Linked DNA regions of Mus musculus: all the other regions are linked to region 1. A link is a contact called in public HiChIP or PLAC-seq and promoter capture Hi-C data. All regions are on one chromosome and are shown on one strand. Each heading gives the region's core, a stretch centred on a gene start, on an enhancer-like site or on the middle of the called end of the contact. The rest is flanking DNA. Distances are from core to core; before and after follow the strand shown.

Region 1 (5,137 bases), core at 799-3,298:
CAAATTAAAAGTACACCTGAAAGCTCTAGAACAAAAGTAAGCAAACACACCCAAAAGGAGTAGATAGCTGGAGATGATGAAACTCGGACCTGAAATTGTTCAATTAGAAACAAACAGTACAAAGAATCAACAAAACCAAGAAAGACAAACAAGATAGACAAACACTTAGCCACACTAATAGGCAGAGAGGGCAGAGAGACAGTACCAAAATTAAGACAATCAGAGATAAAAAGGGAGACATAAGGACTCTGGGGAAGTTCAAAGATTCACTAGGTCTTCAAAAGCCTGCACTTCACAAAACTGGAAAATCTAAAAGGAATGGATGATTTTGTCGACAAATACTAAGTACCAAAGTTAAATCAAGATCAGGTAAATATTTAAACATCCCTATAACCCCTAAAGAAATAGAAGCAGTCATTAAAACTCTCCCAACCAAAAAATGCCCAGGGCCAGAAGGTTTTAGCGAAGAATTCTACCAGACTTTTAAAGAAGAGCTAATGCCAATACTCCTTAAATTAGTCCACAAAATAAAAACAGAAGGAACATTGCTAAACTCATTCTATGAGGCCACAGACATCCTGAACCACACAAAGACTTAACAAAGAAAGAGAACTTAAGGGGCTGAAGAGATGGCTCAGTGGGTAAAAGCACCCGACTGCTCTTCCGAAGGTCCGGAGTTCAAATCCCAGCAACCACATGGTGGCTCACAACCATCCGTAACGAGATCTGACTCCCACTTCTGGAGTGTCTGAAGACAAGCTACAGTGTACTTACATATAATAAATAAATAAACAAGTATTAAAAAAAAGAGAACTTCAGACTAATTTCCCTTATGAACATTGATGTAAAAATACTCAATAAAATATTTGCAAACCAAACCCAAGAAGACATCATCTACCAAGCAAGATGCTAGAGAGGCAGGAGGGTGGCCGGAAGGTCTTACAGAGCAGCCTGGTGTGACTTACCTCCAGAGGTGATGAGAGGAGCTGAGAGCAATGTTGCTGAGGTTCTGGTCTGAATACGCCGACCTGAGAAGAGTGTGCCAAAGGACTCTCTGAATCCCTCCTCCAATTACCTTCAGGCTGCATGTATAGAAGATGTACCTTATACATCTGGAACCTGTCTCTCACCTCATAGGCAGCTAGGAAGTGTGTGTGTGTGTGCGCGCGTGTGTGTGCGTGTGTGCGTGTGTGGTGTGAAAGTGTTGATCCCATTGGGTGAAAGTAAGAACACTATCACAGTTTTTGAGCCAAATTGCTATGCTGGCTAAGACAATCCATCCTCAGGATTCCGGGAGTATGTCACCAAGGTACATTAATCGGAGGTTTATAAAGAAAGGCAAACCCCAAAAGGCTACATACTTTCCACCTTTGTCCAATCAGGAGCAAGCAAACATCCTGGCATACTCTCTGCTTATGTACCTCCAGCCTACATTCGATCAAACACATCCTGTGCAGATGGGGCAACCAAGCTTGTCTAAAGAAGCAAACAAAGGACTTGTAATCTTAAATGAACAACGGCCGACAGCACGCCAGGAAGTTCTCTGTGCTCTGGAGAGTAGGGCTTACTTGTCAGAGGCATTTTTCATTTTTCTTTTAGGAGGGGGAAGGGAGATGGGGGGGGGAGAGGGGGAGGGTGAGGGGGAGGAAGAGAGAGAGAGAGAGAGAGAGAGAGAGAGAGAGAGAGAGAGAGAGAGAATATAAAAGATCCATTATCGGGGCTGGTGAGTGAGATGGCTCAGTGGTTAAGAGCACTGACTGCTCTTCTGGAGGTCATGAGTTCAAATCCCAGCAACCACATGGTGGCTCACAACTATCTGTAATGAAAAACAAATAAAAAAACCTATGGGCCGGAGTGAAAGGGAAGGGGAAAAAAGGGGGAAAGAAGGGGGAAAAAAAAGAAAGATCCGTTATCACCAAGCAGCAGCTCTAAGTGAGATAGGAGACCTTGCGGTCTGAGCAGCTGTTCCAGTAATATGAAGGACAGTTAAACCAACGAGTCATAGGTCCTGTTGAGTAAACTTGTCTAAATCCTCTCATTTCCTGTGTGTGGTTGGGAAGAGGAATCTCAGAAGCCGAGCCCCATTCTGTAGTAACTCAATTAACCATGGGCGATGGTGACTCGCCAATGTGCCTCTCTGCCGTTTCATTCAAGGGAATAAGATGCTGGCTGGACAAACTGTTACTTTGGGCTCTTACAATTTCTATCACACGTAAGCCTGATTCGATATTTTAAGAATTGACTCTGGGACGGGGGGGCCAGCACTTGGTGGAGCAAAGGCAGGTGGATCTCTGTGGAGCCAGCCTGATCTACACAGAGTTCATGGCCAGCCAGGGCTACCTAGAGAGACCCTGTCTTGAAAAGTCAAAGACGAAAAAACAAACAAGAATCATCTCTCAAAATAATCACATGGGAAATGAGGTTTTTTTTCTCTAATCTTCCATTTTCTCTTTCAGTTCAGAATGCTGCAGTGGATTGTACGAGGGTGGAAAATAACGGTAAGTTTCATTTCCTGAAAGTATGGGCATCAAAATGGTCAGATAGCTGACTCTGAACATGAGCGTTCACTTACTGGGATTTCTGTGTTTTTAGATCGGCAACCAAGAGCAAAGCCTTTCTATTATCTGCTAGGAGGCCAATGAGCTGAGGTTTAGAGAGGGCATTAATTGTAGCAATTTTGTTTTTCCACCTGAAACTTGGCCGGGCAAAATCTGAGATTGTTTTTTACCATGAAAACCTCCAAACTTCCTTTGTTATCACTTTTAGCTAGAAAACCCTCCCGTGATTTTTGTAAATTTTTATTAATTTATTTACTTTTGAGGCTGAGCCTCATGTAGGTCAGGCTGGCCTCAAACTCTATTACGTGGCCAAGGCTAAACTAGACTAACTCCTAAACTCTCAAATGCTGGGACCCAGCCCACCATGCCCACTCAAACCCCTTTTAAATTAATTCAGGCAACTAGTACTATGCCTAGGTAGAGCTCTACTGTGGAGTCAGAGTGCTTTGCTGCTGAGCCTGGCTTGCTGCTGCCCAGCTGGCAAGCCGGGCACACAAACTAATGACTTTTGAGGGTGGTTTCTTTCATCGGTGAGAAGGGGTGGCCCCAATCCTGGTTCCTCTGCAGTCTTTGCGGCACATCGGTCCTTCCGTGTAAGCTAACCACATAAAGTTGAAAGTGCTGTTGTGTGCAACCCAGCCTGTCTTCCCTCCCCTCCCCTCCCCATCCCGAAGCAGGCAGCTTCTTTCTGTGGACTGTTGGTGATAAGATCTTGCTACATAGCCTAGCACTCACTATGTAGCCGAAGCTGATGCTGAACTCATGAGAATCCTTCTGCTTCAGCCTGTTAAGTCCTGAGTGTGGGAGAGCACACAGTGGAGCAGTCTAGATGGACATCTTTGCGTCGGTCTGTGGTGTCAGAGTTTATTGAATAGCAATAAATTCACCAGCTATGTTGCTTCTCTTGGCTGTGATTTTCCAAGCAGTCCTGATTTCTCTTGATAGCCAGCAGTCAGTAAACATGAGTTCTTTTATTCCAATTTTAAATGTAATATTAACTCTCAGAGCATATATTACATATCTTACAGTAAACATACACATGAGTATGTATGTATACCAGCTCACAGACTGGATACCAAAGCCATAGCAGACAGAATTTAAGGAGTTTTACCAGGCCTTACTGAAGGCAATCTCACGTAGCCCAGGCTGGCCTAGAACTCACTAGGTCAGCATAGACTGACCTTGAATTCTTCATCCATCTGCCTCCATCCCCCAAGTCCTGAAATTACAGGAGAAAGAAAGACCCTGGGGAAGCAGGGGCTTCCCAGCAGGAGAGCAGAAAAGGATGTGTCACAGGATCTGAATTAAGGTTGGTTACTTAATGAAAGACTCCAAGCTACAGGTCTGCCCCTGGCTTATAGGAAGTAAAATCGATGATAAGAAAAGTTGGCAGGTCTTACCTGAAAAGCAGTGCAAATGGGAAGTTAAATCCAGTGTCAAAGTCAAACAAAAACATAGAGACCGATGTGCAATAAAGGAATTTTTATCTGGGAAAAAGCAAACGATATGGAACACAAGTGTGTAGACCCGGTGGCCTCTGGCACACCTGAAGAACAAAGGAAAGATTGGGATTGACTGGAGGGGCGGGGGGGACGGGGGACAATTTCCCTAAGGTGCTTGCTTCCACCTGGAGAAGGGGCATATTGTTTTTCTCACTACTGTGAGAAATGAAAGATTCAACTAAATGTCTGACAGGAAGCAACTGGAGGAAGGAAGGGTCAACCTGGGCTCACTGCTCAAGGGGAGATAACCTGGGCTCAAGGGGAGATAAGGCTCTTGATGACGGGTAAGTCACGATGGGAGGGGCCTGAGGCAGCTGGTCACAGAGCATCCACAATCAGGAGACAGAGGTAACTGGATTGTTAAAGTTTCTTTTATTCGCCTGATCTAATTGTCCTCTCTGAAGCTTACTGCTTCAGTCTGCTAACCCAGGCCTGGTCCTGGAAGCTTCTAGCCTCCGTACAATCTTATCTAGGTCTGGAATGTTTTCAGCCTCTGAGGCTTATGACTAAATAAGATCACTCTTTCTAGCTCTTTCTGAACTCTGGCTGGCTGGTCAACTCAGTTATTCTGGCTCAAACCCCACTCCAAGCTGACCGATTCAATCTGGCTTCTCACAGTTCCTTACTGCATTGCTCTGCTTGGTCTCATGCTAACTTTGGCAATGTGTTCTAATCTTCTGGCTCTTTCTCATTCTGTCTCCACCTGTGTCTAGCTTGTCCTCTCTCTGTAACCTGTCTCACTAGAACTGTCCCAGTAAAACTGCCTCTGAACTCCATGAACTGAACTGCCCCGAACTCCACTGTATTTCATCTCAACTCAAGGTCTCAAGCAAACTGACTGACTTGAGCTCAGAGATCTGTATGCCTCTGTCTCTTGAGTGCTAGGATAAAGGTTGTGCCGCTGTGCCTGGACCCCAACCTTTCTTTACCTGAAACTTGCTTTACACCAGGCTAGCCTTGACCTCAGAGATCTACTTGCCTTTGTCTCCTGGGATTAAAGGCATGTCTGCATTCCAGCTGGATCACAGAGATCAAGACAGTCTTAGCATGTGAGCCCTTGCCAGTAGAGCAGCCATG
Region 2 (5,137 bases), core at 1,543-4,042, 430 kb before region 1:
GGATGGGTATGGGTATGCGTGGGTGGCATGGGATGGCACAAAGATAGCGTGGGGGAGGAGGGGAGAAGGAGGAGATGGTGTAAAGGATAGTGGTGAAGGATGCCACAGAAGGGAAGACATTGTTCTCTCTCTCTCTCTCTCTCTCTCCCTCTCTCTCTCTCTCTCTCCCCCCCCCCACCGCCCCTGTGTATTCGTCAGTCTCTACTATGGGACCTTTTCTCCCTTTCTCCCTAACCAGTTCTCTCTACCCTTCTTCCCAAGTCATTGCTTGCTGGACTGTGTGGCCCTCCACATCCTGCTCCTGTCTCACAGGCCAGAGGTCCCACATGGGAAGGTGGGTCGATACTGGGAAGCTACACAGGGCTAGATGAGCGATAATCTAATAACAGGAGCCCAGAGACACTTGTTGTGCTTGGGAGCAGCGCCTTTGTGAGGTTATGAGTCCCCAAAGGTGGTGGGCAGAGCACAGGCTGCACTGACTCCTGCTGGCCTCATAGGCAGCAGCCTGTTAGAAGTTACAGGAGGAGGGCCCAGAACCTGGTACCTGAGGCCGGGGGATTGGCTTCTGGGGCTTCTTGGAGCCAAGCTTCTTCATCGCATTGTAGTATTTCTTCTGTTCCTCTGTCATGAAGATGTCTTTCCCTCCAAAGTATAGTAGGACAGAGACAGTAAGACTGAGTTGGGTTCCTTTCCCTGCTTCCAGGACCCCCTACTTCAAACACCACCTTGAAGGTGGCGTTACCCTTGAAAAGGTGTCTGATTGGGGAGACAGAGCTTTGGAGGGACCAGGTAGAGCAGCAAATAATGGAGAAACTGGGCCTGCAGAAGTGGGGGAGGGGATGAGTCAGGCAGTGGTGGCGCATGCTTTTAATCCCAGCACTTGGGAGGCAGAGTTTGAGGCTAGCCTGGACTACAGAGTGAGTTTCAGGACAGCCAGGGTTACCCAGAGAAACCCTGTCTCAAAAAACCAAAACCAACCAAGCAACCAAACAAACAAAAAACCCGACAACAACAGAGAGAGAGAGAGAGAGAGAGAGAGAGAGAGAGAGAGAGAGAAGAAGGAGGAAGAGGAGGAGGAGGAGGAGGAGGAGGAGGAAGGGAGGAGGAGGAGGAGGAAGGGAGGAGGAGGAGGAAGAGGAGAAGAAGAAGAAGAAGAAGAAGAAGACAACGACGACAATGGGTAAGGGGCAAAGAGGGTTGTTTCAGGTCAATTTCCCAGTTTCAGGTTAAATTCTACCAGTGCTTCACTAATGAGTCCTTAGTCTGTATCTTCATAGTTTCATTTATTGTTATTGAGATAGGGTCTTTCTTTACAGCCTAGGCTGGCCTCAAATACACACTATATAGCCTAGGCTGTCCTACAACTTATGAACTTACTGTCTCAGATATGTTAGTGATAAAATTCCAGGTGTATTACCATGTCTGTCTCTACATCAATCTCATTTTACAGATCAAAAAAATGAGGCTCACGGGGTCAAGCCCCTACTCAGTCCCTAGTGAGATTTTCCATCCATGCTTGCTGCCCCAGGCATCTAGGTCAGTGACTGCTTGGGGCTGCCCAGGCAGCTCCTGCCTCTAGGAAAGAATAGATGGATGGGGGCAGGGAGCCTTTGGAGAGGGCCAGATACTCATCTTCTTCTTCTGTTGGTTGAAGTTGTCAATGATGACGCCAATGAAGAGATTGAGGGTGAAGAAGGAGCCGAAGATGATAAAGATGACGAAGTAAAGGTACATGTAGAGGTTCACCTCGTAGTCTGGCTGCTCCTCTTTCTGCAGGATGGGGTACACACATGGAGTTTCTCTTTGATCCCCATAGTACTGTGAGGAGGATGCCCCTCCTCCCCAGGCTGCTGGTCTTCCAAGGAGATAGTGTGGTGGGGTGAAGGTGTCAGGTGAGAGTGGGGAGGACAGAATGGACCGCTATTGCTGCTCCTCCAACTTACCAACTCAGTGACCCCACTCACCTCCCGGGAGTCCACAGCTGCATACATGATGTCCATCCAACCCTTGAAAGTGGCCTGAGAGATCACGGCAGGGCATGAGGGGGAGGGGCTCCACCACACACCACCATTCATGTTCTTCCCCCACTTCCCTGATCAAGCCTGCCCCCGAGACCACCTGCCACCCCACTGGGTTCTGATCCGATGAGGCACAACCAGGCACTTCTACCCATTTCTGAGTAGGCTCAGTGGGTGCCACTCACCACCTGAAGAAGAGAGAGGTAGCCGAGACCCACGTTGTCATAGTTGACCTTGACGTTCATCCAGCGGACCTGGCCGGTGTACATGAGGCTCTCACACTCGGACTTGTTGTTGACCACAGAGATGTCGAATCTCTCGGAGGTGGTTGTGTTGATGCAGTAGTAGAACTTTCCAGCAAACAAGTTGACCCCCATGATGCTGAAGATGAGCCAGAAGATGAGGCAGACAAGGAGCACGTTCATGATGGAAGGGATGGCTCCCAGAAGGGCGTTCACCACCACCTAGGGGCCAGGGTGGTGGTTGGGGTCATTGCTAGAGCCACTCCCTGGCATCTGACAGGGGGCTCCCAGCTAAGATCAGCTAGGGGACCATGCAGGAGCTAAGCACTGCCACTCAGAAAGGGGCAGTGTTAGCCAGCCTGGGTGTGAGAGGAGTCTGCTGGGGTCTCTGTGTGTAGGGTAAATGGTAGGATTAGAAGCTACCATGCTGGTCTTCTAGAAAGGCTCTCTGCTTGGCTGGAGTCATTAAGGCAGAGTAAAGGGGCCAGGCTTCTCTGGAAGCAGCCCAGGTCATGGATCACAAAGCACAAGACAAACATTGCTTTCTCAGCCCCCATAGGAAACTCAGCCCACGTGACCCGGCTGTGACCCGGCTTGGCTCACTGCTTCTGTGAGAGACACAGAAATGGCCTAAAAAAGAAACCACCTAGATCTGTGAAGCAACAGGATTCAGGATCAGGTTCCTGACCCTCACCAGCCCCAGCCATACAGGCCTACCATGCTGCGTTAGTCTTGGCTGGATCTGAGAACCGCCACGATCCTTCTTTAGGCCTTTTGAGACCGGGTCTCGTATATCCTACGCTGGACTTGAACTTGCCATATAGCTGAGGGAGACCTCAAGTTTTTGCCACCGCCTCCTGAGCGCTGGGGTCAGAGGGTGTGTGCCACCACACCTCATGTATGAATCTCAGGGGGTTGTCCTGAGCTTACTGCATGCCAGATAAGCACTCGACCATCAGAGCTTACCCTAGCCTGAGTAGTTTCCTTTTAAGTAAGGGCTATGTCATGACCTCTGGACAGAGTTGGTGGCAGGAGCAGGGGTGGGGGCGAGGGGGTGCTGTGTTTCTTCAAATCACTCAGTTGGCTCTGAGCAGATTATTAGTGGGCAGAGGTCTCAGCACCAGGACTGGGGGCCTAGCCTTAGGCCAGCATCTTACATAAACTAGGAAGGGCAGGGTGCTTAGTCTGAGCCTGCTGCTGCCCTGGAATGAGTCTCATCTCCTGTCAGTGGGGGAAGTCCCACTGGTCGTGCCCTGTGTTTACCTGTTATTTCCTCTCTCACAGGCCTTTGGGGATCTTTTCTAAAGTGCCCCCGAACCCAAGGACATGATTCCATGCTCAAGAGGGACAGGCTCAGAACTGAAGCAGACAGAAATACTTGTTCACGTGCTCATGTTACAGGGCCCTATGGGGGGCCCCCAATCTGAGTTGGGAGCCCCCATGAACCAGCAGGTAGATCTTTCTTCCTGGTCTTGCCTCAAGCCTTCCAGGCCACTGCAGCAGCCTCTGCTGCCCTCCAGTGGTAGCAGAGTTAAGTTTAGAATCTACTAGAACCTGGGGTGGGAATGGGGTTACCTGGAGATAGGTCACAGCCCTAAACCTCAGTGTTCCTCTATCCACTACTCACCCTCATGCCTTCAAATCGGGACAGTGCCCTCAGAGGTCGCAGGGCCCGGAGCGTGCGCAGGGATTTGATGGGCCCCAGCTCAGAGTAGCCCAGCCAGTTAGCCACCAGACTGATGATGGAGACCTGGAAGAAGTGCATGCTCAGGAGGTGGAGGGTCCCTGGCTTTCTTCTAGCCTGGGACACATGAGAGAGATACCCCAGTTTCTGTGTGTCTCCTGTAGACCCCATCCCTGATGGATAATCCTGTCTTCTGGGAAGAGTAGGCTTGTGGCCTCTAGCACCTGTAGGACCAGGGTTCACCTCAATGATGTCACCTACAACCATAATTGGGAAGGACAGTACCCATCTCCTCAGGTTCCGTGTATCTATCAAAGAGCATATAAGAATTACACTGGCAGGGAGCATAAGGCTCCAGGTCTGGGCTGTCATGTCTGGGAAGGAAGAGGCTGGTCTATAGGGAGCAGTGCTAACCTGGGAGGTCTGACTGTGTAGATTCAGATAGGTCCTACCTCCCAGAGCCTGGGTTATCTAAAGGCCATGACATCCGGCTGTGTGGCCAGATCCAGGAGACTCACATCCACAATGAGGAAGTCGAGCCAGCACCAGGCGTTGGTGAAGTACACCTTGAAGCCGTAGGCCACCCACTTTAGCAGCATCTCCAGGATGAAGATGTAGGTGAAGACCTTGTCAGCATATTCCAGGATGGTTTGGATGACTCGCCGCTGTTCAATGTAGATGTCCTCGAAGGCCTGGGGACACCAGTATAACCCACAATGACCAGGGGCTCAGCAGCTGGGGCAGCAAGCTCTGTTCCCCATCCTGCCTGCTGTTGCTGGTTTCACGGGACATAGGCTGTAGCACCTCTGGGAATCTTCCATTCCCAGCCCTATCATCAGGAGGGGGAGGGGCAAGATGCCTGGTAGGGAAGGAGGCTTAGCTCTCAACTCTCTGCTGGGGGTCCACAATAACGTTATCTTCAGTTCTGACCGCCCTTAACTCCAAATTCCCAGGGCCCACCTACCTTCCTATTGGCTGAGGGGACAGGGTTTTCAAAACAAAGGGACCAATCTTTTACTTTAAGAAACTGACGTTGAGTGGGGAAATGCCTTATCTGTCGTGCAAGCATGAGAGCTGAAGTTTGGATCCCCAGAACCTGTATGGAAGCCGGGTGGCAGCAGCAGCCTGCCTGAAACCCCAGGCTTACAGGAGACAGAGACAGGGAATCCCTTAAACAGCCCAAACATCGAGCT
Region 3 (5,137 bases), core at 869-3,368, 370 kb before region 1:
TCACGGTACACCCTGATGTTGAGACTCTCCGAGTGCTGCTTTCCCGAACACGTGAAATGGCAAAAGAAGACCGTGTCTTTGGAGACGTTTGAGACTAAGAACTGTTTCCACTTCCCTTGAGGATGCTCTTCCAACATTATTTTATTCGTGGGCGTCTCCAGGCCGCCCATGTCTGGGGCTGCGCAGTTGGTGCTGCAGTTGATTTTCCAAGACTCTGTGGCTTCTACTATCTGCTTCTCGGACCATATGTAGACCTCAAAGGCCTTCTCACCAGACCCTGTAAAACCAAAAGCACTTGGCAGCAGACGTCTCTGATGCCTGTCCTTGGGGCTCTCTATTACCAGTGGCCCAAGGAGACAGGTCACCTTTGGTTGGCCCCTTTCCTCCAGTCCCTTTATCAGTCAGCCCTAGGTCAGTCTTCCTCAAGCCTACTTTCGGCTTCCTTAAGCTCCCGTACAATGTTCCCTCTGTCATGAAGACACCTCTGAGAATGGAGGTAAACTCTGAGCTCACATCACCATCGAAAACTGACAGGATGCCCTCTGGGTGGCGGCAAAGCTCCAGGGAAAGAGAGTAGAGGTAGTGGAGGGACTCCATTTTTAATAACGTAGCTAATAAGAGATGTTGAAGCAAAGACAGAGGGAGGTAGAGAACCTTTCATGCGCTGTGGGAGCACCTTGCAGATAAACGGAGCCGCTGGCTCGCAGACCTGCCATCGGGAGCATGCGTTCATGAAGCAATGGAGAACGGAGATGACCAAACCTTAGCAAGGAAGAGGAATGGTGGAAATAAGACCAGAAAAGCAACAGGCCACCATCAAAAGGACCTGTTGCATAAAGCTCATAATTTATGTTGATGCTCTGTAGACATCGTTGGAGCCAGGACATTTAGGCTGGGCCTGAGTTTCCCATGTTTCTCTTTATGGTGACTACACAGCTCTATGCAGGACAGACATTTGGGATGTACCTGGTGTAAGACAATGGGGCCCTCGGTATTCACCTCCACTCTGTGAGGACCACGATGGTCCTGGATCCTGGCTAGCAGGGTCCCTACACATGGCTTGTCTTTCTCCCTCCCCACTCAGCCATCAGCTAGTGACATTCAATTCAGCGGCAAAGGAGGGGCTTTCCATGTAGATAGTGCTGGACTTGAACTTTCAACGTTGGTTATATATATTCTTTCTGTGAGCCTCAGTTTCTTCACTTGTTAAAAGGGATCATGTGCCCTCCCCTGGGTCCTGAGTGCAATTAGGCTTGGAAGCGTTTGGCAGGTTGTCTAAGACATAGGACACTCAGCACGTAGAGGCTGTGTCCTTCCAGGTCTCCTTGACCCACTGAAACAGCTTTCATTTTCATTTTGTTCTGCCAGTGAGCACAGTATCATCGGCTGCCCTCTGCTGTCCACTAGGCCCCTTTGGCATGCTGCCTCATCTCCGCTTAGCCCCTGGCATTCCTTCTGGAGTCTCCCATTTACCCACTGTCCACCACCCCCAACGTCGGTAGCCTGTCACATCAACATTCATTGATGAATGTTTCATCGACATTCCCAGATCTCTGAGTTTGTTCCCTCTAGTATCCAAAAGGCCTTGATCCTAGTCCTTAGCCTGGGGCCATGAGAAACCAAAGCCAGGCTGACACAGTCTTCTTTACCTATGGTGGAGAGGCCTCTGTGGCCAGGATGTCCCCTTCCCCCACCCCGATGCCTGAGGAGTATTAGTACTTCCCACCCTAAGATGCCATGTGCTGAAACCCCTGGGAGCTGGCTTACCTGGGCTGTAGAACAGGATAAGAAGAGACAGGCTCCAGCAAGCAAAAGAAGACATCTCAGGTGGGGTCTGTGGGGTCTGTGGAGTCTATGGGCTTCAGGGGCACAGCTGACGGCTGCCTGGAGGGTTAGGGAGAGATGTCTGCTACAGGTCGGGGAGTGAAGCCTGGCGCTCCCAACTGAAATCCACAATCTCCTCTGTGCCAGTGAGCTCATTTCCTCTAATTATCTGAGATCAGGAAACAATATGCACAGACCAGCTCCCAAGCCTTTAGGGCCTCAAGAATTCATGCAGAGGAAGCCAGGAAGCAGCAGATAAGCAGGGGTGTAACAGGGTTCTCTCACGTTGCATGCTCCCTGTGCGGGGATAGGAAAGCAATGGGAAATCACATGCAGGAAGTGTGTGTGCATGCATGAATGTGTGCAAGCTTGCATGCACTTACGTGTTTTGTGTGTGGGTGGGGGGAGTGTACATGGAATTTCTTTAACTGTACATTGGGCAGAGTGAGGTCTCCAAGATTCAGATCAGGGGAACTCTGAATTCTACCAGGCCTCGGTTGGCGTCATCTCTGGAAAGATGATATCCAAAGTTAGAACGCAGTCACATAGTAATCTCTTGCTAATGCCCTGCGTATATCTGCATGTCTCAATGTCTCATTTAGTTTCCAGCAGAAGCCTAGCCCTAATTCAGCCAACACAGGGCTCAGAGATTGCAAAAGGGCAGCCCACAGTCGTCTCCTGGGGCCCAGGAGGTCAGGAAACAGTGCCTACAACCTATTCCCAAACCCTAGACTCTTTCCTGGCCTTGTCAGTTAGTGCTTTCCTGTGCATCTCCTTACTTCAGGCAGGACCTTGGTCTTCCTAGCCTTCCTTCCGGGCACACTTCACCACAGGCAGAGAACTTTGGATACACGGCCTTCCCAGGAGGCACTGTGTTCACCATATTTAGTCAACCTTACTGTCTTAGTTCTGTCTTAGAACCTGGGGGATAGGCAGGGCAAAAGCAGGCCTCCTTGCTTTCTCGGTAGAATCCCAGAAAGGGCCTATCCAAAGGAAGCCCCAGGGTTTTGAGGGCTCATTATTGGAGCTCAGGAAGCCACCTGCAGGACCAGCTCCCAGTCCATTGTGTCCTCCAGATTTCAAGTAGAGGAAGCCTCAATGGCTCAGCCAGTGACCCTGTGACATCCTGTCCTTCCCACAGTGCTGAGTAGTGGCTGTTGTATATAGCTATCTAGTGCAGATGTTATCAGCCTGGATCAAGGGAAGTCCCCACATGAGGCTGTTGGGCTTTGAGATTCCACCAGAAAGCGAAGACCAGGTAAGGAGAGAAAAGAGGGAGAAGGGAGAAGTGGGGTGGGGTAGAGTGGGGGGAGGGTGGGGGAAGGGTGGGGGGAGGGTGGGAGTATCTGATCACACATTAGGCTGATAGAGTCCTGAGAACAGGGGACTGGAGGGCTTCAAGGGTTTTGGGTGATAAGGTGGGGGTTGGCCTTCTCTGGGTAATAATAATAATAATAATAAATAATAATGTGATAATAATACAGCAACACAAATGGGCAGACAAACAGACACCACTTAGGCAGGGAAGGAGTTGTCTTTTCATTTTTGGAGGGGTGTTGGTGACTGAGTCGCTACGGCTTCATGCATGCTAGACACATGCCAAGAGCTGCATCCCTAGACTCTTGGTGTTTTTCCCACCCCGCTAAGTGGTCCACACTGGCCTAGAGCTCGCTTTGCAGTTCACGTTCAGAGAACTTTGTCATCAGGTGGTGTGAGCACCACAGTGTGTCCACACAAACCTAGACGGTACAGGACACTACCGTCCTGTACATAGTTAGACGTGTTATACTTGAACACAGCTGCACCACAGTAGCACACTAACACCACCAGGAGAATCTGGGAGTGATGCATTCAATGTTGTCACCGGGCTGTGATGGCTATAAGGCCTCTATGTGGTATGACTTTTGTAGCTCCAGTGTAATCTTCTGGGACCTCTATTGTACGTACATGTGGCCTGTCATGGATGAGAGTGTTGTCTTGGAGCAGGTGACTATACCTACGTCAGGCTGGTCACTGTCAATGCGCTCCCTAAATATGACCTGCTTACTCCTGAATTCTACAAGCTCAACTATGACTACTGTTCTCATCTCCTAGAAGGAGAAACTGAGGCACAGAGAGGCTAAGTGGCTCCACCAAGGTCACATACCGTGGGAAAGGTGAAGTCCCTATGAGTGGCAGGCAGCTATGGTAGCTGAGAAAGCTCAAAGGAAGCCATTGTGAGGATCAGGTTCTCCCAAGACCTTTGGGAGGGACATGCAAGGCCAGAGGAAACTTCCAGACAGGGCTCAAAAAGAAAGCAAGTAACTATCATCAGAACAACCATGGAAATAGAGAGGGCTATATAGAGACTGATCACACCCCAGAAGGAGAGGGGGGCTGCTGGGGCTGGGAAGGGAAGTGGGAGGTGTCTTAGGGATAGCTTCATTTTGTAAGATTGGTCCAAATATAACATGCAGAACAATGTGAACGTGATTGGCTGCAAATAAATAAACGAATGGGCACAGAGCATCCCTTTTATGTATAGTACCACCACTAAAAAAGAAAAATAAGCCAGGCGATGGCCCTGCGTACCTTTAATCCCAGTACCTAGGAGGCAGAGGCAGGCAGATCTCTGAGTTCGAGGCCACCCTGGTCAACAGAGCAAGTTCTAGGACAGCCAGGGCCACACAAAGAAATCCTGTCTCCAAACAAACAAACAAACAAACAAAACCAACCAACCCATAAACAAATGAATGAGATAAAACCAAATAGAATAAAAATAAACCTGGGCTGTGGTAGTGCATGCCTTTGATCTCAGTATTTGGGAGGCAGAGGTAGATGGATGTCTTGAGTTCAAGGCCAGCATGGTTAGAGTGAGTTCCAGAATAGCCAGGGCTACAGAGAGAAACCCTGTCTCAAAAAAAAAAAAAAAAAAAAAAGAAAGAATGAATGAATGAGCGAGCAAGCCAGCCAGGTGTGCTGACCCAGTTGTATAATCCCAGCACCACTTGGATGGCTGAGACAGGTGGATGGCAAATTTGAAGCTAGTTTGGGCTACTGTCAACCCCTCTACCCAATAAGAAAAGGTAAAAGCTATAAATAATGTATGCCATAAAATATGGAACAAAGGAAACAAAATTCCAGAAAAATTAGCTTTACAGACTTAATTTGAGAAGAAATAAAAAGTCTGAGGGGCTCCTGGGACAGCTCACTGAGAGGGTAAAGGCTCTAGCCACCAAGTCTGGTGACTTGAGCTTGACCCCTGGGACCCCCATGTGACAACTGACCCTCACAAGCCCTCTGTCTTCTCTATGAGGGCTGTGGCACTTATGTG
Region 4 (5,137 bases), core at 1,709-4,208, 310 kb before region 1:
AACCCACATGGTTGACTCACAACTGTCTGTTAACTCCAATCCCAGGAGATCTGATGCCTTCTCTGGCCTCCATAGGCACCAAGTAACACATGTGATACATAAATATGCATCGAGGCAAAACAACCATACACATAAAACAAGCAAATAAACAAATAAATAAATTTTAAAAATGAATACATAAATAAGTTTTAAAAAGAGAGGCGTGGTGGTGCACGCCTTTAATCCCAGCACTCGGGAGGCAGAGGCAGGCGGATTTCTGAGTTCGAGGCCAGCCTGGTCTACAAAGTGAGCTCCAGGACCGCCAGGGCTATACAGAGAAACCCTATCTCAAAAAAACAAAAAACAAAAAACAAAAAACAAAAAAAAAAAAGAGAGAGAGAGAGAGAACCGGGAGCCGGGCATGGTGACACACGCCTTTAATCCCAGCACTCAGGAGGCAGAGGCAGGCGGATTTCTGAGTTCGAGGCCAGCCTGGTCTACTAAGTGAGTTCCAGGACAGCCAAGGCTACATACACAGAGAAACCCTGTCTCAAAAAACCAAAAAAAATAAAAAAATAAAAAAATAAAAAACCCTAAAAAGAGAACTGGACTTTAGAAGTTCAGTTCAAAACTCAATTTAAGTTCTATCTCAAGTCACTGGGCATTGTGGCACATACCTTTAATCACAGTGCTAGGAAGGCAGAGGCAGGTAGATCTCTGTGAGTTTGAGGCCAGTCTGGTCTACATAGTGAGCTCCAGGATAGCCAGGTCTCAAGAAAAACAAAAAACAAGACAAGAAGTCCCATTTCAATCAAACCTTTTTTTTGGGGGGGGGGGGGTGTCGAGACAGGGTGCTGGGATTAAAGGCGTGCGCTACCATGCCCGGCTCGCAAACCTTTTTAACATGACTGTCCTCTTCTTTACCAAGGAACAGAGGCTTCTATCATACTACATGGAGAATTTTTATGTGTCAAAAATTCTTGTTACAGTTTAAACTTGTGCATATATTTGTACCCAGCAACTAAATAAGACGGTAAGTCAGAAGGAAATACTGAGGAGAAAAGGAAACTCACTCTTCCACGTGTGTTGGGACCTGCAGGACTGGATCTGTGCAAAAGAACAAGAAGCATCATCAGAAGGGCTCGGAAATGTCAGGGCCCTGGAGGTTTTCCAGGACCAACTTACAAGATGTACCAACAACTAAAGCTGACCTCCACTGTGTAAGTCATGTGAGGACATTTCAGGAAACACACAGAGGCACAAAGGTACGTGCTTACAATTCTTACTAAGTGTACATAGTACAGTCTAAGGTACATAGTGGGCCGGAGAGATGGTTGGGTGGCTCTAAGCATTTGTTGCTACTGCAGAGGACCCAGGTTAGATTCCCAGAACCCACATGGCACCTCACAGCCATCTATAACTCCAATTCAAGGTGAACTGATGCCCTCTTCTAACTTCTGAGGGCACCAAGCATACATGGTGTGTGTACACACACACACACACACACACACACACACACACACACACACACACAGGTAAAACATTCATGCACAAAATAAATCTAATAAAAATTTTTAAATATTTACTTTTATTTTATACATGAATGTTTTGCCCACATGTATGTCTCTGTGCCATGTACATAAAAAGTGTCTGCAGAGGCCAGAAGAGGGCATTGGAAGCCTGGCAGTGGAGTTACAGACGGTTGTGAAATGCCATATGCATGTTGGGTATTAATGCCAGGTCCTCTACAAGAGCAGCTAGTGTTCTTAACCCATCTGGAGCCATCTCTCCAGTCCCCACCACAGGAATTTCTAAACACTGAATCATTAGTTTTTTTGTTGGGATACCTTCCATTAGGAAACACCACACTTCATAACTGATGCTAACTGGATAATAAATGCTCTTGCGGAGCTTATGGCAATCCTACTGGCTTCAGGTAATGATTTTCTTTGATCCACTAATTGTATTTCTATAAAATCTAGCTTAAAATAGTATAAAATACAAGAAAAGCTATTTGCACAAAGATGTTCACAATAGCATTATAAATTCTTTGATATGGTTAAATTATCTGTTTGGTGGAAAATTAAGGCCTCTTAAGAAGTCTAATAAAATGTTTCTTTTTGTTGGTTTTTTTATTTTGTTTTGAGACAAGGTCTGACTAGCTCTGGCTGGCCTTGAACTTACAGAAATGGCTGCCTCTACCTCCTGAGTGCTGGGATTCAAGTTCTACACTACCAGGCCCAGTGCTAATAAGCCTAAGTTTTAAGCATATACAATTTTTTTTGCTTCTGCAGTCATGTAGTCAGGTAAAAGGCACATCTACATAGGTTATAATGTAACAATACAGAAAACCTTCAGCACAACAGAAAAACACTACATGGAAAGATCCAAAGTCTAATGATCTTCTTTTTAAAAGTATGACCAAATTTCACTTTTTTTATTTTTCTCAAATTTTCTACAAGATTGGATTTTACTTTTTCAATTAGAAAGAAATGGAGGTTTGGTTTTTTGTTTGTTTGTTTGTTTGTTTTGTTTTGTTTTTTGTTTTTTCCCTTCTCTGTTTACAGCAGTAAACTCTGGCCAAATTCTTCTCCTGGGCATAACGGAAGACCAGGCTGCTGATTGGCTGGGATGGACAGTGTGGAGAGGGCCTGAGTAGCAGGAGCAGGCTGCCACATCTGAAGACCTCAGGGAAGAGGCTGCACAGTGAGGCAGCACTGCCAACAAATGCCCACAGCTATAGAGCAGAAGAGAGGAAAACGTTTTAGCAAGATTTTGTATGCAGAGTTCTAGACTCAGGAGGCTCATGGTGACAGACTGCTGTCTGATCTTCTTGTCACTTGGGACTCGCCTGTGAAGTAGTCTTTCAAGCCTTATCATATACTGCCTGTGCTTACAACAGAGACACACACCAGATGTGCTGTGCAGGTAGCAAACAAATTCACTAAAGCAAAGGACTCACAGGAAACAGGGTGAACTTTCAGTCAGTAAGCACATGTTTATCTTTCCCATTAATCACCTCTCAGTACACTCTCACAAACAGACTGATGCAAGAGACAGGAAATAAAGGCATACGACACTCACTCAACTGAAATAAAGCAGGCAAGGTGCAATTAGGGCCCAGCATCTCCAACTCAGCCTCAAAGCCAGGCAAGCCACACAAGCCAGCAAAAGCAAGAATGTCAGACTCCAAAGAAAGCACAACACTGTAAAAAGCCATCTTTTTTGCTCACTTCAGCCACTTAATGGTGCCACAGGTAAAACAGAGGGCAGAGGTACTGCTAAAACCTAGCAAATATAAAAATAAGACATGGATGTTAAAGTGTTTGAATTCCTGCTCATAATTTGATCTTTGCTGTACAATGTCTGCTCAGTCTCATGGACTTCAGAGGCAGATTTTCCTAGCTTTTTATGGCTTATCTACTGGCTCTTTGATTTTATTTATTTATTTATTTTTTGAGGCCTGCACCATAAGATACAGAATATCAGTGGAAAACACAAGGTTCCCTCTGCCAACAACATCAGTGTCCCTCTACCAACAACATCAGTGATAAAGGAATATTCTTGCTTTCTAAGGAAAAGATAAACTTTAGGGGTGTGGCCATGTGGTTTCCTTTACACTTGCTATATACTCAGAATAACAGGGTACCTGGACACGTTTCTGCTAAGGTATAGACCAGATTAAAAACTCATTTATTAAGACACCTCTGACAGAAGCAAGCGATATGCGACTCAGCTTCTGAGGGGTAACAGCAGCCTGTTCTACAGATCCTTCTCTTCTTAAAGAACAATCTGATAGCCAGGCATGGTAATATATGCATGGAGTTCTAGCACTTGGAAGCATGAGGCAGGAGATTTCAAAGTTCAAGGCCAGCCTGGGCTAGTGAGACCTTATCTGGTGCAAGGAGAATCCAAGATTTGCTCGAAAATAATACAGAAAAGAGTTGTGTATGGGGCAGATTAGCACAAAGTGGCAGAGTGCTAGTAACTTGTTAGAAACAGAATCAGGGACACACAGTCTTTTCACTATTTTTTGTATATATGCTTGGAATTTCCTACATTAATAAAGGTTAAAGATGAACACTTTTGTGACCCTCAACAAAAACAAAAATAAACATGACTTGAAACCGTGATGTGATGAAAGATCAACATGGAAAGTGGTTTTTGATTTACTAATGACAACTATACATCAGGCATGATACTTGCTTACAAGTGTCAGCTGGTGAAAAGAAACCCTGGGCAACTCCAGGGCTGTAAGCAAACACTCCTGCAACACAGGCCAGGTAAGGAAGGGTAAATACCAACCTCACTGAGCTGTTTTACTTACAGAAATAATAATAATGATTTTTTAAAAGGAGGGTTAAGTGGGTATAACTCAAGGAAAAGATGAGGTAACGCTTTGGGAAAATAGCACTGAAAACAATGCTGGGTCTCTCCCAAGGTTACCCTGGGAAGAAACCAGCCTGCTCACTGCTGCCCTGGAAGGATCAAACTCCATCCTGGGCCAGGGCAGGTGGCACTGCTACCACACTGTGCTAATCTACTCTCCCTGGTTAACCAGAGACAGGACTGGGAGAGCAGATGCCCATACTTTCTCATCTGAGCTCATCAGGGCAGAAGTGTAAAAATGTCCCCATCTCCGACAGACAGAGTACTGTCTTGCTCCATCTGGAGGGGCATCTATAACCAGCCCTAACTACAAGGTGGGGGGTGGCCTAGGTCCCTACTTGGAGCTATTTTCTCAGAATCAACTGGACATTTGTACTAGGTGCTACCAGCACCTCAGCCTCTACCCTACAAATTATTCCCTCCATCTTTCACCGGAGACTGGCTTCTTGAGTACACTATATTTTTTTGTTTATTTTGAAAATAGGTTTTTTTCATATAATATATTCTTTTTTCAAGATTTATTTATTTATTTTATGTATATGATGAGTACACTATTGCTCTCTTCAGACACACCAGAAGAGGGCATAGATTCCATTACAGATGGTTGTGAGCCATCATGTGGTTGCTGGGAATTGAACTCAGGACCCCTGGAAGAGCAGTCAGTGCTCTTAACTGCTGAGCCATCTCTCCAGCCCCCCACCAACACCGTTTTTTTAAAGACAGGGCTTCTCTATATAGCCCTGGAACTCACTCTGTAAACCAGGCTGGC
Region 5 (5,137 bases), core at 1,190-3,689, 270 kb after region 1:
TTGATGTGGGGGGAAAATCATGTGAGAGAATCGTCTCAGCTCCCATCTAGAATCTGGACGTCCAGAATATGAAGCTAACCGTGTTTCCTGGGCTACGTCCCAAGTTGGGAACCATTGAATTATGTACAGAGGCTGGTGTGGCTGGAGAGGCTATTTTTTTTCCTTTGCTTTTCTTCTTTTCTTTTCTTTTTTTTTTTTTTTTTTTTTTTTAGATTTATTTATTTATTATATGTAAGTACACTGTAGCTTTCTTCAGACACTCCAGAAGAGGGCGTCAGATCTTGTTACAGATGGTTGTGAGCCACCATGTGGTTGCTGGGATTTGAACTTCAGACCTTCGGAAGAGCAGTCGGGTGCTCTTACCCACTGAGCCATCTCACCAGCCCTCTTCTTTTCTTTTCTTATTGGATATTTTCTTTACTTACATTTCAGATGTTATCCCCTTTCCTGGTTTCCCTCCCTCCCAGAAACCCCCATCTCATCTTCCCTCCCCCTGCTTCTATGAGGCGTTCCTTCACCCACCCACACACTCACTCCCACCTCTCCACCCTCGATTCCCCTACACTCGGGTATCTATCGAACCTTCATAGGACCAAGGACCTCTCCTCCCAATGATGCATGACAGGGCCATTCTCTGCTACATATGCAGCTGGAGCCATGTGTACTTCTGTGTTGATGGCTTAGTCCATGGGAGTTCTGAGGGGGGGGGGTCTGGTCGGTTGATATTGTTGTTTAAAAATATTCATTTAAGTTTACATGGAAGTGTGTGTGTGTGCCTGCCTGTATGGGAGTGCAGTGCCTGTGAGCGGGAGCCTGAGATGGTCAGACGCATCGGGGCCCCTGGAAATGGAGCAAGGTTGTTTCGTGGCCATCTGGGAACTGAATGTAGTCCTGCAGAAGCAGTCACTGCTCTTAGCCCACGAGCCAGTTCTCCAGCTCTGGGTTTGTTTTTGTTTTTGTTTTTTTTAAAAACAGCCCTTGCTTCTTTGGAGACACCAGCTGTGACTATATACTGTGAATACTTTTGAGACAAGGCCCCCTGTGTCCCAGGCTGGCCTGAGATAGATCTCTGTGCGGCTGAGGATGTCCTTAAACCCATCTTCCTCACTCTGCCTCAGCGGGTTGGGGTTATAGGCTCCACCACTCCTCATGTATGAAGTGCAAGCAATCCAATCCGGCACTTCCTGCCTCTAAGGCAGGCATTTTACTGACTGAGTTACATCCCTCATGTTATTCTTCGGGCAGCTGAAGTTGAGCCAGTTGAGCCATAACTCCTACCTCAGAGAACAAACTGATGGGTCTGTGTACCTAGTCTGCCTCCTAGTCTCTTCAGAAGATGGAGACCTGCCTCTGTCTGCCTGAGTGTTCCCACTCTGTAGTTTCTGAGACCCCCAAGACTCTACTCAGTCCACCAGCACTCTAGCGTCAGGCCCCTGGATCAGTGACGCAGAACCCTGAGGCTTCCTCAGCAACTCTGTGTACCTCACACCAAGCCATTCGCGCCTTCGTGCATCTGTTTGGGTTTGAAGCTGTGGACCGAGAATTAGTCCCGAGGCTTCAGACCTGTTCTGGAGAAATGATACCCTAATCTCCCCACCCCCACCCCTTGACAAATGACGGTTTTATTTCATCTGAGTGGAAAAGCCTTTCCCTCAGGACCGATCGAGCTGTGATGCTGTGTCAGGAAGCTGAACATAAGCAGCAAAGGAGTTTGCTTTTCTTAGACACAATAAAAACTGCCTGTTCCCAAGCAGTGAGATGCCCCCAGCATTGGAAAGGTGGTTTGCCAATCTTTAGGCATTCAGTATACACTTGGTGAATGTGGCCAACTGAATACTAGTTATCAATGGATGGGTGGAGGGAGAAAAGAGGGAAGGAGAATGGGAAGGGGGCAGAGGAGAGGGCTGTCAAGAAAAAAAAAATTTGCTCACACCCCCCCCCCCGACCCCCCGGCCCGTTTCTGACTCTAGAATATCAAGATTGCATATACAGTCAAACAGCTTTGCCAAACTTGGTTTGTCAGGCAATTGCCTCACAGGTCCTGGAATGCGTTTTTTTGTCATCCGGAGTCCCCTCCCCTCAACAAGCTCAAGCTATTCTAAGCGCTAATTTATTTGTTGTTGATTTCATCACTCGCGTTCCTTCAGCCCCCTCAAAACCCTCACTCTCCCCTAGCCTGTCACCTCACCCCAAGCACACCACCCACCCGGAGCAAGAGCTCAAGGCCGTGCTGTTCTCCTGGCCCACAGAGCCCAGTCCGGACCACACATCCGACCCCCCTCGGAAAGAGGGAGAGATCCCCGCCGCTCCGTTTTGTTTCAATGGTCTGTGCAGCCAGCTATGCTCGTTTCCCCAAAGGCTGCCCCTCATTAGCATGAACGGGGGTGGGGGTGTGTGTGGGGGGAGAGGAAGCGAGCCAAAGCCCTCGCTGCGTTTTCCAGCCTGGGGAACCCTGTCTACAAAAATGACAGCTCGAGCCCTCTGGCTTCTCTGTTTGATCGTCGGATGGTCCCCCGAAGCCCCGGTGGCGGAGAGAAAAGGTGAGGTCGCTAAAATGCAGCGCCCCAGGGATTGGGAAAGGGGCGAGACGCAGGGCGGGACGAGCCAAGGGTCAGAGCCTGCGGGACAGGCGACTCCGGGTCTGCGTGCGTGCCAGAAAGCAGCGACAAGGGTCTCCCAATATTTCATGTCCCTTGGCAGCCTTTTCAGAAGGAAAGACGGGTTCAGCTGCTGAAATGATCTCGTGCGAGCCAGGCAAGCTGGAGAAAACTTTGCATGTTAAATAGCTGCATCCGGAGGAGGGAAAGTGTCAAAAGGGGTCGCGGCGCGCTGTGGACAGGCTCCCAGGCTTGGGATGGTGACACAGGCCAGCAATGGTGCGACAACTCTGGGCATTCTACTCCTCTCTCGCAGCTCTGGTATAGCCTCTGGTATACCTGAACCTTGATAACACTCTCTCTCTCTCTCTCTCTCTCTCTCTCTCTCACACACACACACACACACACACACACACAAATCAGGCAGTCTTGGCCAGGTGGTGTTTTTGTTTTGCTATTGTTAGGATATTTTGCTCATCTTACTGTCTCTGGGAATAATAGCTTCCACACCTAACTGGGCAATTTATTTTAGGTCATTTTATTGTTGTTGTTCCACACGGAAATTGAACGACTTCATTGGCATTTAACTCCACATTAGACCATCTTTTCCATGACAACAGATGGTGGTCTAGAGGGGAAGCAGCTGAGGTCAACAGTTGACAGGAGTTGGATAGCCACCAGAACTTTATCTATCGGCTATGCATGGTGTGCAGGTTTAACATAGGGAGGGAGTCAGATCCAATGGCTTTGCAAAAACACAAACTGTGTAACTAACCATTCCTGCTGGGAGAAAGCTGATTTTTTAAGATTATTCATTTGGCAAGATGCATCATTATAAAGGAAGTGCTGTCAAGGCTGCAAGGGGCACAACAAGCTCTTTAATGCAAACGAGGGAAAGTAGGTTGTGGGGCTGTGCTTGGCTGAAGGAGCACTGGGAGGTGGTGAGATTGCATCCCTGGACATGCAAAGTTGCCCAGACTTGAAGCTGTGCTCCAACCTGTATGCAGAGCTGAAGAAAATCATTAATAAAATTTAAAAAGGTGTATTGATATTCGGGAGATTTCCTAATGGGGAGGGGTAATGCTTTTATAATTACTCAGGGGCCTCTGCCTCCCAGCCAAGCTTTAAAAACCCCTTCTAAGCTGTTGTTTACTACTAAGTGGTGTCCAAGAAGCCAGATAAAAAAATCCACTCACAAATTCTTGATGCTGCCTTGCCGAGATGACAGTGTAAACACGGATGGGAAAACCAAATAGTTCTGTCGTCAGGGGCGCTTAAACAATTAGGAGAAACCTGTAACTCGAGACGTTTCCCCTCGGGACTTGCTATTGGTACTTTCTCAACAAACTCTCTCTCTCTCTCTCTCTCTCTCTCTCTCTCTCTCTCTCTCTCTCTCTCTCTCTCTCTCTCTCTCCCTCTCTCTCTCTCTCTCTCTGTGTGTGTGTGTGTGTGTGCGCGCGCGCGCGTAGGGTATAGGTGTTTAACCAATGCCACCTGAACTGTTTGGCTCTAGAATAAATAGAAGACCGTACTTTGAAAAGCTATAGTTAAAGTTTCTTAACAATATAATGTCCTCTTAGTACTAATGTTGGATTTACTTGTTTATTCTTAGGATAGTTTGACTCCGTAGTCTAGGCTTCCTCGAACTCGCAGCCAGCCTCCTGCCGAAGCCTGGTGCTACAGGCAATGGTCCTTTCGTGTAGAGCTACAGCAGGTGCTCGCTCCGACGCCCCTCTGCTCCCCTCGCGCCTCCCCTGGGCTCACGCCTCGCTTTCTCCCGCAGCCCCGCCGCCGCACCGAAAGCCCGACTCCCGGGAGACTCCAGGGCCACGCGCGCAGCCGCTGCCCGAGTTCTCGCGCCGCCCGCGTGCCGCCTACGCAGGACCGCGCGCCTGGCCCGACCCCCGGCGCCGGAAGACCGCGCCGCCCGCCGACAACCGCGCCGGCTTCCGGGATGCAGTGCACGCGCCCGCGGCGCTTCCGGGCCCGCGCCTCGCGCAGGCGGAGAACCGCGCGTCCCCGCCCGAGGACTCTCCGCGGCGCGCGCTCTCTCGGGCCGTGCGACCTCCGGGCGCGCGCGCCGCCAGCCCCGCCCACCCGAACCGGCCGCGCGCAGCAGCGCAGCCCTCTGGGACCCCGCAGGCGCTGTCGCCGGAGGACAGGGAGCCAGAGACTCAGTCCTGCGCGCGCGCCTGCAGCGCGGACGCGGACGAGTGGGAGGCCTATTGCGCCAGCGAATTCGGTGAGCGCGCTGCACCCTCCCGGGAACCCGCGCGCCCGTCCCCGTCCCGGAGCTAGTTGTAATGCTTTTTCCTCCAAACCCTGTTTTTCCAAAGCAGCGGTGAATGGAATCGTGCACGACGTGGACGTGTTGGGCGCGGGCATGCGCCTGGTGACTCTTCTGGTGGACCCCGACGGGCTGTACAAGATGAGCCGCCTGTACATCACTCCCGACGGCTTTTTCTTCCGCGTGCATATACTAGCCCTGGACTCCTCCAGTTGCCATAAGCCGTGTCCAGAATTTAAACCCGGTATCGAAA

What was found. Promoter capture Hi-C pulls out the DNA fragments that hold promoters and counts their contacts. HiChIP or PLAC-seq counts read pairs in DNA pulled down with a chosen protein or histone mark. Capture Hi-C pulls out chosen DNA fragments and counts their contacts.
Region 2: a promoter capture Hi-C map of liver shows a contact between it and region 1, with 5 times the contacts expected there. The contact joins the enhancer-like site here to the promoter of Milr1 in region 1. A contact is called at or near these places in 12 of 39 promoter capture datasets (the 3T3-L1 cell line, the C10 cell line, cranial neural crest and 6 more), 1 of 15 datasets of contacts at CTCF or cohesin (large pre-B cells), 8 of 484 Hi-C or Micro-C datasets (B cells, cerebellum, cortical neurons and 3 more), 4 of 115 datasets of contacts at active chromatin or transcription factors (bone marrow-derived macrophages, large pre-B cells and regulatory T cell precursor) and 4 of 9 other capture datasets (adipose tissue, embryonic stem cells, liver and 1 more).
Region 3: a promoter capture Hi-C map of pancreatic islet shows a contact between it and region 1. The contact joins the promoter of Icam2 here to the promoter of Milr1 in region 1. A contact is called at or near these places in 23 of 39 promoter capture datasets (the 3T3-L1 cell line, 3T3-L1-derived adipocytes, the C10 cell line and 15 more), 2 of 15 datasets of contacts at CTCF or cohesin (pro-B cells and stem cell-derived epiblast-like cells), 3 of 484 Hi-C or Micro-C datasets (B cells, the G1E-ER4 cell line and the N1E-115 cell line), 6 of 115 datasets of contacts at active chromatin or transcription factors (the SCID.adh cell line, T-cell acute lymphoblastic leukemia, double positive thymocytes and 2 more) and 3 of 9 other capture datasets (adipose tissue, liver and pancreatic islet).
Region 4: an H3K4me3 HiChIP or PLAC-seq map of the SCID.adh cell line shows a contact between it and region 1, with 13 read pairs. The contact joins the enhancer-like site here to the promoter of Milr1 in region 1. A contact is called at or near these places in 11 of 39 promoter capture datasets (the 3T3-L1 cell line, 3T3-L1-derived adipocytes, the C10 cell line and 7 more), 30 of 484 Hi-C or Micro-C datasets (the AtT-20 cell line, CD4 T cells, the CH12 cell line and 18 more), 5 of 115 datasets of contacts at active chromatin or transcription factors (the 230-238 cell line, the SCID.adh cell line, bone marrow-derived macrophages and 1 more) and 3 of 9 other capture datasets (adipose tissue, liver and macrophages).
Region 5: a contact with region 1 is called in a promoter capture Hi-C map of pre-B cells. The contact joins the promoter of 1810010H24Rik here to the promoter of Milr1 in region 1. A contact is called at or near these places in 8 of 39 promoter capture datasets (the C10 cell line, the HPC-7 cell line, fetal liver and 4 more), 1 of 484 Hi-C or Micro-C datasets (CD4 T cells), 6 of 115 datasets of contacts at active chromatin or transcription factors (the 230-238 cell line, the SCID.adh cell line, effector CD8 T cells and 3 more) and 1 of 9 other capture datasets (adipose tissue).

What each region holds. Positions count from the first base shown.
Region 1 is chr11:106,749,178-106,754,314 of GRCm38.p6, forward strand. It overlaps Milr1 (mast cell immunoglobulin like receptor 1), which reads left to right and starts at 2,049. Exons shown (of 7, transcript NM_001033435.3): 1 at 2,049-2,212; 2 at 2,457-2,498. The coding sequence starts at 2,107.
Region 2 is chr11:106,322,244-106,327,380 of GRCm38.p6, forward strand. Scn4a (sodium channel, voltage-gated, type IV, alpha) reads right to left here. Exons shown (of 24, transcript NM_133199.2): 17 at 4,463-4,636; 18 at 3,888-4,010; 19 at 2,204-2,482; 20 at 1,965-2,018; 21 at 1,633-1,770; 22 at 545-649. Among named protein-coding and RNA genes, the nearest start is that of Cd79b, 10 kb to the left of the region's middle. Within about 2 kb of position 2,793, at least 48 of the 459 cell types and tissues checked have an H3K27ac peak or open chromatin away from gene starts, as enhancers often do. A contact at or near this core is called in B cells, pre-B cells and pro-B cells, where this site is marked.
Region 3 is chr11:106,380,663-106,385,799 of GRCm38.p6, forward strand. Icam2 (intercellular adhesion molecule 2) reads right to left here and starts at 2,119. Exons shown (of 4, transcript NM_010494.2): 1 at 1,768-2,119; 2 at 5-277. The coding sequence starts at 1,822.
Region 4 is chr11:106,436,038-106,441,174 of GRCm38.p6, forward strand. It overlaps Ern1 (endoplasmic reticulum (ER) to nucleus signalling 1), which reads right to left. Exons shown (of 22, transcript NM_023913.2): 3 at 1,053-1,086. Among named protein-coding and RNA genes, the nearest start is that of Ern1, 49 kb to the right of the region's middle. Within about 2 kb of position 2,959, at least 74 of the 459 cell types and tissues checked have an H3K27ac peak or open chromatin away from gene starts, as enhancers often do. A contact at or near this core is called in the AtT-20 cell line, the HPC-7 cell line, the N1E-115 cell line and 4 more, where this site is marked.
Region 5 is chr11:107,023,430-107,028,566 of GRCm38.p6, forward strand. It overlaps 1810010H24Rik (RIKEN cDNA 1810010H24 gene), which reads left to right and starts at 2,440. Exons shown (of 4, transcript NM_001372502.1): 1 at 2,440-2,540; 2 at 4,381-4,839; 3 at 4,937-5,128. The coding sequence starts at 2,465.